2 separate regions of the Mus musculus genome follow, and region 2 is linked to region 1. Evidence: chromatin contacts called from public Hi-C data. All regions are on one chromosome and are shown on one strand. Each heading gives the region's core, a stretch centred on a gene start, on an enhancer-like site or on the middle of the called end of the contact. The rest is flanking DNA. Distances are from core to core; before and after follow the strand shown. Region 1 overlaps Cadm1 (cell adhesion molecule 1). Region 2 has its middle 29 kb from the start of Gm32016.

Region 1 (5,733 bases), core at 1,835-4,334:
CACATGGTAGATATTAAAATAGCGATGGAATTAATGATAACCTAGGAAACTTAACTAAAATTGTAAACCAGGGGGAATGTCATTCCATCCACCAATAAGGAGTTGCACCATTTCTTCCTAGTTGTCTGTCAGACTGACAGACAGACAGACAGAGTTGTGCTTATTCTGAAATCTGGACAGAACATCTGCTGTGATGTAGCACACTGAAGAGATGCTGAGATAGAGATAGGCTATGGCGGAGAACTTGGTGCTGATGCAGGGAAGGCATAAAGTAGAACGGATTTCAATGAGTCCTAATTTTTAGACTTTTAAGAGGTTAATTCCAATTGTTATTCTTGCTGTCTTCCTATCAGAGAGCTTTGGCCAATCTGGTAAGAAGCAGAGGTCAATAGAAATGATTAAGCAGCTGGAAAAATCAGCTTAGGGATAGAGGGGAGGGGTTAGTACAGCATTTATAAAAAAGAATCTGAATCTCTCAAAGTCTACGGAAACAGGAGGATAATTTAGCATGATTTGGAGAGCTGTGGAGCCAATGGCAGAAAATTGAGTACCAAAAAAAAAAGTACTTACTGAGTTTAAGACAGATCTTAATAGACAAATTAAAGAACTGCAGAGCAGTCCAGAGGAAAGTGTCATGATGTTTTAATAAAACATGCTATCCCAAAGAATGATAACAAGCAGCGTTTATGAGCACACTGTGCCCAGCACCCTGCAAGCATCCTTTTGTTTGATATCCTCAGTGATCTGTGAAATGGGACTATCACTTTCTGCTTCATTTTTCAAAGACAGCGGGATGGGGCAGTCTTATGAGGCTGGTAGGCCGTGCACACTTCATTTTGAACTTAAGTCCTGAGCTCAATCCCAGCCATACACTCGTGCTTTCTGTGCCAGGCAGTTGATGTGCTTTCCAGGGTAACCCACTTGGTTTCCCACGTGCTTAAAGAAACACGACTTGCTCTAGGAAGTTACTCCTCACGCACGTGGAAAGCAAACGTGTGCCAGGGTCCCTGTTCCCTGTTGGAGGGAGTATCCAGCAGGGGTCAGAATGGTGGCAGCATCATAGCATGCATCAGAGAGGGGGACAGTGGGACTCTCGCTTTCTAAAAGTTTACTCGTTAGCTCAAATAAATTAGTCACCTGACCTCCGTAGGGATAACACCCCCAAAAAGCAGAGAATCTGATTCCATAGTGTATATATGAAGATAACTATGTGTGTGTAGTACGTGCATAAAGTACTGTAAGGGTGGCGTGCAAATAAGAACATGTGTATAAAACCTGCGTGTGTGCGTATCGTGTGTGTGTGTGTGTAAAGTACTTAATCTTAGTACATACTCAGTGAGCAGTAGCTGACATTGTTGTTCTGATCAAGTCTTCAAGGAAATGAAGACAAATAGCCAAGGGCATTACATGGTAGTGAGTTTTTAAAAAGACTTTAATTTTGTGTGTGTATGTGTGTGTGTGCAATCCTCCCAGATTGTCTATTTAACAGTAAAACTTCTGTCCCCTTTGCACAATTGGGGAATTCACAAAAGGCTTTGGTCTTGTAGATGCAGTAGTTTGTCCGCTGCAAACCCGGCTTCTGACAAACTGAAGGCTTGCTGTGCTCTGATATGTTAGCAGGCAATGCGTGGTTTTAATATTCATGGTCTCTAAGTGCTACCGACTGACATTCGGTACTAAATGTGCAGATACGGGTGCTGAGCGAAACACAGGCGGAGGACTTGCTAATTTGTATTCTAGATGGAAATCTTAAATTAGTTTCCAAGATTTTTAAATGGATTTTTAAATGCCGGGCACATAGGAGATTGAGTTCATATTAATATTTATAAGGTTTGAGAAGATATTTAGTGAAATATTTGTATAATTTAATTTTGGTCATAATCAAGAAGAAAACCATAACAAGAAGGACATTGCACTTTAGTTTGGTGACTCTTTGTAGCTCAGAGTTAGAATTATTTTTTTCTGGAAAAACTCATGCTGACCCCTGCATGTTTAAAGAGAACTTTTTTTTAAATTTATACCCAGAAGTTAGATGTTATGTGTGTATAAATTCCTTGAGTTGGATTGTTTTATGGTAATTTTATATAAGCTAATTAGGAAATCAGTATTGATAATGATTTTTTTTTAAGCCTTCATTGATAGTCCTGCAAAACTCCATATTGTAGCTGCTTTTATATTCTGTAGTACAGGGAAGAGCACCCTGGGTTCACAGGAAACCTGCTTCCTGTGGTTTTGCTTAGGGCTAATTGAGCTTAATGTAGTTTTGTGTGCAGAAGGTATTGACTTGTGCATAGTATTTAATTTGTGTAAATATGTGTGTATGTAATGTTTGGCCCCTCCGAGTTTTATTTTAAATGTAACCCTTGAAACTGGGATAATAGAAATTCGTAGCTTAGGCCTGCTAGCAATTGCAGGTGCCAACGGTTTAAACTGCTGTAGAAATACAATTATGAGCAGCCAAGAGCAAATCTTGTTTTAAGGTCCATGTGTAATGAATGCCTGTTAGTATTATAGAATACAATTAAAAAGAGGTTTACCTCTCCTAAGCTGTGATTGGTTCTTTCTGATGGAAATGTTGAGTCCCCTGAGTAGAATGTGTATTCAGCTCTCGGTGATTTAGACACCAGTGAGCCTGGCATACTGCAGGCTTGGATAAATTCAGGGCAGTTATAGTCAAGCAGAGATGGGAAAAGACTGAAAGATTAATGAGCGAGCTTAAAACAAAGCTTCAAAAATGAGAGCAGTGCTCTGCTCGGTCTTATATAATTGTGCAGAATAGAAGTCGGTTTTGGCGGCTGTTGTTAAAAAAAATTTTAGGATCTTGGCAGAAAATGTTTATTTGTTATAAAAATCGGACCTAGAGAATGCAAGTGAAAACCTGGGTTGAAATATCCAGTTCCTGCTTGGCTGTGTAGTCCTCAGAGACACACCCTGCCCATAGCCTCTTTTATTCTTGCTTGACCAAGCCTCTTCAGTTCTCCCCACTACACCCCCCACGGAACTTCCCACTGCTTCATGATGGTGAGGGCCAAAGTCCCAGCTCTGGCTACTCTCCAGGAAGTGCACATCTGGGTGGTGTTCCTGGAGGCCTCACTGGCACTCTTGCGTGTTGACCAAGGCCTAACAGATCAGGACCGTTCAGAAGCATGAGAGCCCTCTGCCACGGTAGCCCAACTTACTGCTGATTACCTGTGGATCCCAGTTTCTGGCTGGTGGCTTTCAATAGTAGCCTCGTGGCATTTCTTTACTAAGACTTAATGCAAGGGATCCTAATGGCTTTAAAATGCGCTTTTACCTTTGCCAATCCTTTTAATAGCCCCTGTAACTAACCTTCCATTTGCCCAACACTGTGGAGCTCTGCTGCGGAGCTGGTCATCCCGTAATGCGAGGCTGGGCACTCAGGGAAAGGGCAGCTCGTAATTAACGCAGTGCAGGTGAGCCATTTCTTTGATCCAGGGCTTGCCAGCGCAGTGAAGAAGAGCAGCCTTGGAAGAGAGACTGCCAACTCAGAAGAGGGTTCTCCAGTCTGTGTAGACACAGCAGCAGCCTTTCACTCTGCCTGTCCCTTTCTTCAAGGAGTTTGGCGCCACCTACAGGAGGCAGGAAGCGCGGTAACCTCAGCTTCTCATGGAAGCACTGGACTTCTCCCCGTGGTCATTCCTCATATTTAGGGTTTTTTTCCCCCCCTATCAAGTTGATCACTTGTTCAGCATGTAGTATTTATCAAGCCTCTCTTTGGCCACGGGATGATGCTAAGCTCTATGGGAAGAAAGGTTACGTCTGTACTAACTGTTTTGGCAGAAGATTCCTCACCGGTAATTGCTTGGTAAGGTCTCTGTTTCTGCTGCCCTGAGCCTTTTCCTTGGACACTCCAGCAAGAGAGAGCAGTTACAGATGGGCGTTGGAGGGGACAGCCTACAAGGGCTGCAGACTTCACTTTTGAGTTTCCTTTGTTTTTTTTTTTTTTTTTTTTTTTTGTGGACAGAGTGGCAGCCAATCCATTATTTTCTTGTTTGTTTCTATTTGTTTTCTTTGGAAAGAAATGTTGAGTTTAACAAAGGGGTGGGGGGAACTACAGTCAAGGAAGTTCAAGATGCATGATCCAGTTCAGAGACTTCAGGGGGAAAGACAGGTGATCGCTGTTGCTGGTGCATTAAAGGTGCTGAAGAGATAATGAGGATCAATTATTTTCATTCATCAGCCTTTCATAACTGTATCACTGAATTAAGCTCTCCATTGTTCCACGCTGGAGGGATTTGGCTTGAAAGGAGTTAAGAAGGTAGGTTTCTGCCTGCGAGTGAATGAGCTCAGCTCTCCCTTCCCCACCAGCACCCCTAACCCAGACCTGTTCTTGAACTCTCTGCCTGCACCCTGCTGGGTTTTTTGTGTCATCTTGCACCACACCCCGACCCCCACTCCACCACTCTGCCTCCCAGACCCACTGTGGCTCACATCAGCTTGAGCACGTGTCCTCATCTGTCCACTACAAAAGACACAGTCATGTAACCTGCCCTTCTTTGTAGTATTTCTAGCTTTTCTTTCCCCCCTCCTCCAACTTCTGGGCAAATGACATCATCATTCATTCAGGGTTCTGGGAAATAACTCCTGGTTATCTTCCACACGTTCCCCAAGAAACTCAAGTAGGTTCTGAGCCTGTCTCTTTACCTCTATAGCTTTTCGTAAATGTCCTTGTTTAAAACTGAATTTCTGTTTTGCTTTTCTGTCATTTCATCCTCTCGAATTTCCCGTAACTTTGTATTTTCTAAGTCATTTGTCTTCTTTAGAAATCCTTACTAGTTGGCTTCTAGTAGATTTGTATAATGGCCTGTTGGCTAGAGAGAGCTGTCTAGTCAAATGAAAAATTTCCCACCAAGCCCCATGTTAAAATAGACTGTGGAATTTGGATATTTTTCTGGGTTTAGACACTTAGGTTTCTATTTAAACATCAAAAGGAATTTACAGATAAGAAAAACATGTTAGTTATTTGATGGGGAAGGCCACACATTGGAGCTGAAACGATTTTAAATACAGTATTTCATATGTTTATACCAAACAACTGACTAATGGTTTCTAAAAATAAATATTTAGAGCATCACCTAAGCCGATGCACAGGCAGAGTACACAGAAAGTGTATTTGCTGTCATAGTCACCAGGGTAATGCAAATCAAAACCGCCTCACTACCCACCAGGATGGCTAAAGTTTAACAAAAGATAATAATTGCAGACAAAGGTGTGGAAAACCTGGCAACTTTATACATTCGTGGTAGAGATGTAACATGATGCAGTAAATTTGGAACCAGCTTGGTGGTTCCTCAAAGTATTAAAAATAGTGATCAAAGGATCCAGCAGTTCCATGCCTAGCAATGTACCCTGGGATCAAAATGTGTCTCCATAGAAACATGCTAGACAATGTTCAGCAGAAGTATTCATAATCACAAAACCCAGAAACAACCCAAATGCACACTGCTTAACAAATCGATAAGGAACACGTGGCGCATCCACTCAGTGGAATATTATGCAGTCTTTAACAGCAGCACACAGCATAGCATGGATGAGCTTAAAACACCATGCCAAGTGGGAGAAGTGCCATTTATCTGAAATTTCCAGGAAAGGCAAGGCTATAGCCACAGAAAATAAATTACTGGCTGCCGAATTGGGCAAAAGATGTGAGAATGAGTGCTCGTGGATGTGAGATGGTTTGGGGATGAAGTCAGGGTTTGTAACTTAGGTACT
Region 2 (5,733 bases), core at 1,599-4,098, 200 kb after region 1:
CACATAAAATATATTCATAATTTCTCTGCAACAGTTGCCACTGTACCTTCTCAGGACTGCACCGTCACGTAACTATCATTCACGAGCACTCCAGATTTCTGCCTCCCAGGTCCCTGGCAACCACCAGGCTGCCTTTCCTTCAGGCAGCTTTGCACACTCAATGGGGACTCCTATGACAAGTGTCCTGTTGTGTTGCATGTTCCAGGATTCGACTTGGCAGTGTTGGTTCAGAGTTACTTCCCCTGTGAGTCCAAATGATGTTCAGGGTATACATACTCCACTTTATGCACCCATTTGCCTATTGATGAACATTTGACCAGAGATTTTTTTCCCAACGGTGAGTGTAAGGTTGACAGACAAACCCCAGTTCTGGTATTGCTGTGTTACCTTGGACACGTCACTCAGCTTCTCTGAACCCATTACTTGACACACCTCCTTTCTTGATCCTTAGACTTTGCCTTCGAAGAGCACAACAAGGAACACGTGTAAATAGCCAGAGTCTCAACGTCTTAGTGTTCTGCGGTGCGTGTTCTCCTCAGGAGCAATGGGGGAAAAAAACCCAGAAAACAAACCTTTTTCTTCTCTAACGCTAGCAATTACTTCTGTTTTCCAAGGTTTTGCCTGTTTTCCAAACATGGTTGAATGTAAATATCTCGAGGCTCTGTATCTCGTAGCTCAATTTATTACAAAACTTTGAAATATTTAAGGGTAAATTCAATTAGTAAAAGTGTAATTACTGCAGAAATAAACTATACTTTAAATTTTAATATGCCAAAGAGGATAGCTTTCCTGGCGGAGCCAGCCCTGTGTGATGTATTTTTAATATTTCTAAACTAACAAAGTGATACTCGACTTAGAAAAGACACTAAGACAATTATTCTACATTTCATCCCCCCCCTGAAAAAGACCATAGTTTGCCCTCAGTTGAAATAAATGGACCCCTTTGTGTGATTCTGTGAATTTAAACAGTCTATTTTCCTAGGTGAACTTTCCCTGCTTCTATAACTGAAAGGAAAGTGCCTGTGGGGGGCTAAGCCCCTCAGAGGGAGGAGGAGAAGGTGCTAAGAAGAGGCTGCACTTTGACCCTGTCCCTTGTGACCCTTGGCCTCAGGGACTGCTCAGGTGGAAGCAGGGCTCTGTTGAAGTAGGATAGGGTGACAAGGGAGGCTGGGGGCTATGGAGTTTGGCTAGGGCTCATCTTCAAAGACGCCAGGACATGTAACAGTCTCCAGGTTCTAGACAATACCTAGGCTCCAGCAGCCTCCCTACAGCCAGACAGAGAGGCAAAGGCCAAGGCAAAGGAAGGAACTACCAGGCTAAGAGGCAGGTCTCAGCGCAGCCCCTCCCTGGCCTGTCCACACTTCCAGTGAAGCTTCCAGCTCATGGGAGCCGAGAGGCCTGGTGCTGGCCAAATTCTCTCACCCAAGGCTTCCCAGCACTTGGAGGGCCAGTAATTAGTCAGTAATTACCCCGTTTATTGCCTCATTAGGGGGACCACCTTTTGGCAAGCTTTTCCAGGAATAGTCTCTTCTCCAGCACAGGCTTCTCAGTGCTGGGGAGGGAGCAGGCAGGCTTCCTGGCTGCACTGCTGTGCGAGTGGAATTAGGTCCAGTCCCATCCTCACCTATGCATCCTTGGCCTTGGCCTCCACCCAACGCTCTGCCTTTACATTTATCATTAACTAGCTAGGTTGAGCGGGTCCCACTAGACCCCTTTCCCTTCTACCTTACTGTAACCAAGAAGCGTCAGATGCCAGCTTGGCATCTGGCTTTCTCCTTGGTCTTTCTCTAGTCCTCCCATTTCCTACCTGCATGTGACTTCAGGGGCTTGAGACAATGGCCTTAGTGTCCTTTAGAATCCAGACACTGGGGGACTTGATAGTTCTAGCAGCATAGCACACTCTACCTGGGCACCAGGATGGCAACACACAACACATCCCATGCTTCTGCAAGCGTCATTTTCAGCTCGTAGGGTAGGGATGGGAGAATGGAGAGAGGGAGTTGGATCTGCTACCATCTATGCCCCTATGTCTTACAAAGGAGTCATGGGCAAAATTGGGTGGATCAGAAGGGGATGGGGCTAGAGAAAGAACTTGTTTTTCAGTTGAACCCAAATGAGAACACTTTCTTTGGAGCACAGTGGGTTCATACAGATTCGCTGTTGGTGCCTCAGCCACAACATTGAGGCCCACTCAGTTTACAAAGACAAGAACAAAGATTGGCACAAGGAAGAAAGACTCAGCACCAGTACCTTACCCAGCATGTGTTTGCGGGTGGGCATCTTATTCTGCATATCCCAGTTAAACAGCTTCATTTTCGAGTCCCCGCCTTGCCTATCCTAACACACTCCACTCCCTCAGCCTAAAAAGGTCATCATAGCCATTTCTTTGTGTCCTCTGAAGCTTTCCATGGAATGCCAACCTGGGACTTCACACGGCTGGAACATGGTTTTGTAGGATAACCCTGTGTTCCCCTGACCTTTAGCTGTTTATCACTGTAGCTGGGGCATCCATTCTCTGACTTTCCCTGGTCTGGAAGGACATTTCCAAGGGTATCCTGTCCTTTGATCTCTGTGAGAAGCATATACTTTCCCAACACTACCAGAAAGATTAATCTTACCATCTCAGGAGCCCCCCCTTACACTCAGCGCAGGGAAATTTGGATAGGTCTGGCCCTCCCCGTAGTGTCAAGACCAGCAGGATCTCAAGGCAGGGGTGCAGGCTGCTGTTTGCATGAGCTCTGCACTCAAATGTAGGGTGGGACCTGGCACCTGATCTCATTGTCTGCAGCTTCGTCTCTATGGAAGCTGCCTCCGTTGCTAAGTTACCACAACCCCTTCCGTGCAGCTTTAGAGCCCAGCGAGGAGGGATGCACAGATGGTATCAGGGTCTTGTACAAACACTACCCAGAGCCTTGGGCCAAGAATCTTTGTTAGAGGCGAGGGTCACATCATTCATTTATCCATCTGTCCGTATGTCCAGATGTCCATCCAGCCAGTAACAGTGTCATACTTTCCACTGCCAGGCTCCTTACTGTCACACTGTGTCAGGTAGTAAAGATACAGGAGCCCATTTCTCTAGAGCTCTCTGACAGCCCACTCTCAGCTTTGTTAATTAAACTTTAGCTATGCATCTCTTTATAATAAGAACAGTACTGGGCATTGGGCAGTGATTGCTGTGTGCCAGGTACTGTTATAAGAGCTTAAAGATTTTATTTGTATCTGTAGATGTGTATATGTGTGCCTATGTGTGTGCTCGTGTGTGTGTGTGTGTGTGTATGTTGAATGTGTATGTGTGCATGCTGCATGCGTGTGTGCATACTGCAAGTATTATGTGCATATGTGCATGTGCTCACGTGCATACACATCAGAAGGCAAGTACCTGCAGAGGCCAGAAAGAGTGTGAGATCCTGTGGAGCTGGAGTTACAAGTGGTTGTGAGCTGCCTGACTGTGGGTGCCGGGAACCAAACCCCCATCATCTCCAAGACCAGCACATAATTTTAATGCCTGAGTCATTTCTCCAGCCCCGGTTTTTAAGAGCAGACAACACCTAACGATCAGTTCTGCTTACTGTCCCATTAGGTGCTAGTCCCATCACAGTCCCCATCTTTGAAAGAACACAGAAGCACAGAGAATGATACAAGAGTTTATTAACCAGTTTAGCAGAGCCAGGACTGACGCTGGCGATATTGGTTCCCAAATACCCACCCTCCTGAACCCTAGGTACTGGTGCTAACATTTGGATTTATCCAGATCCATGGAGAACTTTAAGCAGGAGTTAGGACCAGACCAAAGTCATGCAGAGTGGTATATAGAAGCCAAGCTGAGTCAATGCAAGGGTGGGTGATGTGGACCAGGGAGGAACGCTGTGCAGGAATCCTGTGAGCAGAGAATCAGACCACAGACAGCAGGGGCTGGGTCAGAAAGACAGAGCTAATAAACAAAACAAAACAAACAAAACACAAGCAAAAACACCTCATGTGACAATCTATAGACTAGATTTAGATTTCTGAGTTTTCTCGTGTCTGCTCTTAATAATGTTCTTTTTCTCCCTTTTGGTAACTTGGTCCAAACCTTATTAATTTGAATAACATAGCTCAGTGAATTTTAAAATTTCTGTGCTTGGCCAGATTCAAAAGTTATCTGTTCTACTCTTCTCCACCCTAACCAGGCTTTGGATTCTGGTGGAAACAGTGTATGATCTGTGGTATCTCGCCTACTCAGTGCCTTCTTATTGGAGGTGGTGGTGGTGGGTCTTGATTAGGTTAAGGGCTGTGACTGCTTCTTTCCTGCTCTCCTTCTGAATCTGTTGTGTCTGGCGCTGAAGCCAAAGTGGAGACACAGCTGCTGCTAGGACAGAAGATGTCTTCGTAAGTGTGGTACCTTCAGATGCCCAGTGACATGCATGGAATGAATGAGGGTCTTAAAGAATATGAAAGGCATTCATGAATTTATGCTCCCAATGGAAATGAAGTAATGTGTGCTATGGAATGGAAGCTTGTGAAGGATAAGGATTCATGTGCGCATGCGTGTGCTCGTGTGCCTGTGTGTGTGTGTGTCTGTGTATGTGCCTGTGTGTGCACTCATGTGCATTTGTGTACAAGCTCATATGTTTCTCTGCTGGTGAGAGCACGCATGTGTATGGGTGTATCTGTTTAGGTGTGAATGCACATGTGGAGAAAATAGCTTTGGGCATTTTCCCTCTACCTTGTGTTTTTGAGACAGAGTCTCTCACTATCTTGGAATTTGTCAGCTGGCCAGAGAGCCCTAGGAATCAGGCTGATTCCATTTCCCTGCTCGGGATGGAAAGTGTGCATCACCATTCCTGGCCTATAAAGCAGATGTAAGTCCTGGGAAATGATTCAGGTTCTCACGCTTACATGGCACACACTTTCCAACCGAGCCATGTTCTCAGGCTAAGAGATCATTTTGAGATGGACGATTTCTGCATTTTGTGCTCCATAGCCCAACCTACCCCTCCACTTTTAACTCCTTGGCATGTTGTTGTTGTTGTTAACAGTCACATACATTGCTTTCTAATACATTGGGTATGTTTTTCTTGATGGTGGAACTAAAGTGAAGCACCTCTTGAGAGTCTGTAGAGAATGAAGGTTTGTCTGTTACCAATTAAACTTTAAGACGTGTACAGAGCAGAGCTGCAAAGTCACCTTCAGGAGGCGGAACAGCTCCCTGGGTGGCTTGACTTGACAGTAACCTGATTGAATGTATTAACACACCTACAGGAAGCGTGTGTTAATCAGAAGTGACGCTGCTCAGCCATCTTGCATAACAAACAGCAAAGCACCAAGGCATGACCACATACAGGAGGAGACTAAGGATATTCCAGCCAGCCCTGTGGATGTGGATACCATGACCATGTACCAATTCACGGAGTGGACCCTCTATATCAGTACTTAGGGGGGATGCTGTCCTATCTTAAGCTTCTCAGCCTCCCTTTTGATTTTACTATTTGGCCAACTTGATAAATGCTGGTTGATGCCGTTATTCTGATTGTGAGTTGGCATCCCTATGTGAGGAGAGGACATGATATTTAAATCAATAGACTGTCTCCATCAAAGCTGGGGGAAATCCAGAGTTCATCTGTGAGTTCCTTACAGTGGAGTCTGTGTCTGTGAGTACCACTTCCTCCACCTGTCAAGTGGGATAAGGACAGCCATGCTATAGGGTCACTAGGAAAGTCACTGAAAGGGTCTGATCCAATGGATAATGTGTTC

What was found. A called contact is a pair of places that touch in the nucleus more often than the background predicts.
Region 2: a contact with region 1 is called in a Hi-C map of the N1E-115 cell line, with 3 times the contacts expected there. The contact joins two enhancer-like sites. A contact is called at or near these places in 12 of 484 Hi-C or Micro-C datasets (the BV-2 cell line, the N1E-115 cell line, cerebral cortex and 5 more), 3 of 115 datasets of contacts at active chromatin or transcription factors (double positive thymocytes, embryonic stem cells and stem cell-derived neural progenitor cells) and 1 of 9 other capture datasets (embryonic stem cells).

The regions. Positions count from the first base shown.
Region 1 is chr9:47,704,922-47,710,654 of GRCm38.p6, forward strand. All of the region lies in intron 1 of Cadm1 (cell adhesion molecule 1), which reads left to right. Among named protein-coding and RNA genes, the nearest start is that of Gm10677, 110 kb to the right of the region's middle. Within about 2 kb of position 3,085, at least 40 of the 459 cell types and tissues checked have an H3K27ac peak or open chromatin away from gene starts, as enhancers often do. A contact at or near this core is called in the N1E-115 cell line and cerebral cortex, where this site is marked.
Region 2 is chr9:47,907,788-47,913,520 of GRCm38.p6, forward strand. No RefSeq gene overlaps it. Among named protein-coding and RNA genes, the nearest start is that of Gm32016, 29 kb to the right of the region's middle. Within about 2 kb of position 2,849, at least 53 of the 459 cell types and tissues checked have an H3K27ac peak or open chromatin away from gene starts, as enhancers often do. A contact at or near this core is called in the N1E-115 cell line and cerebral cortex, where this site is marked.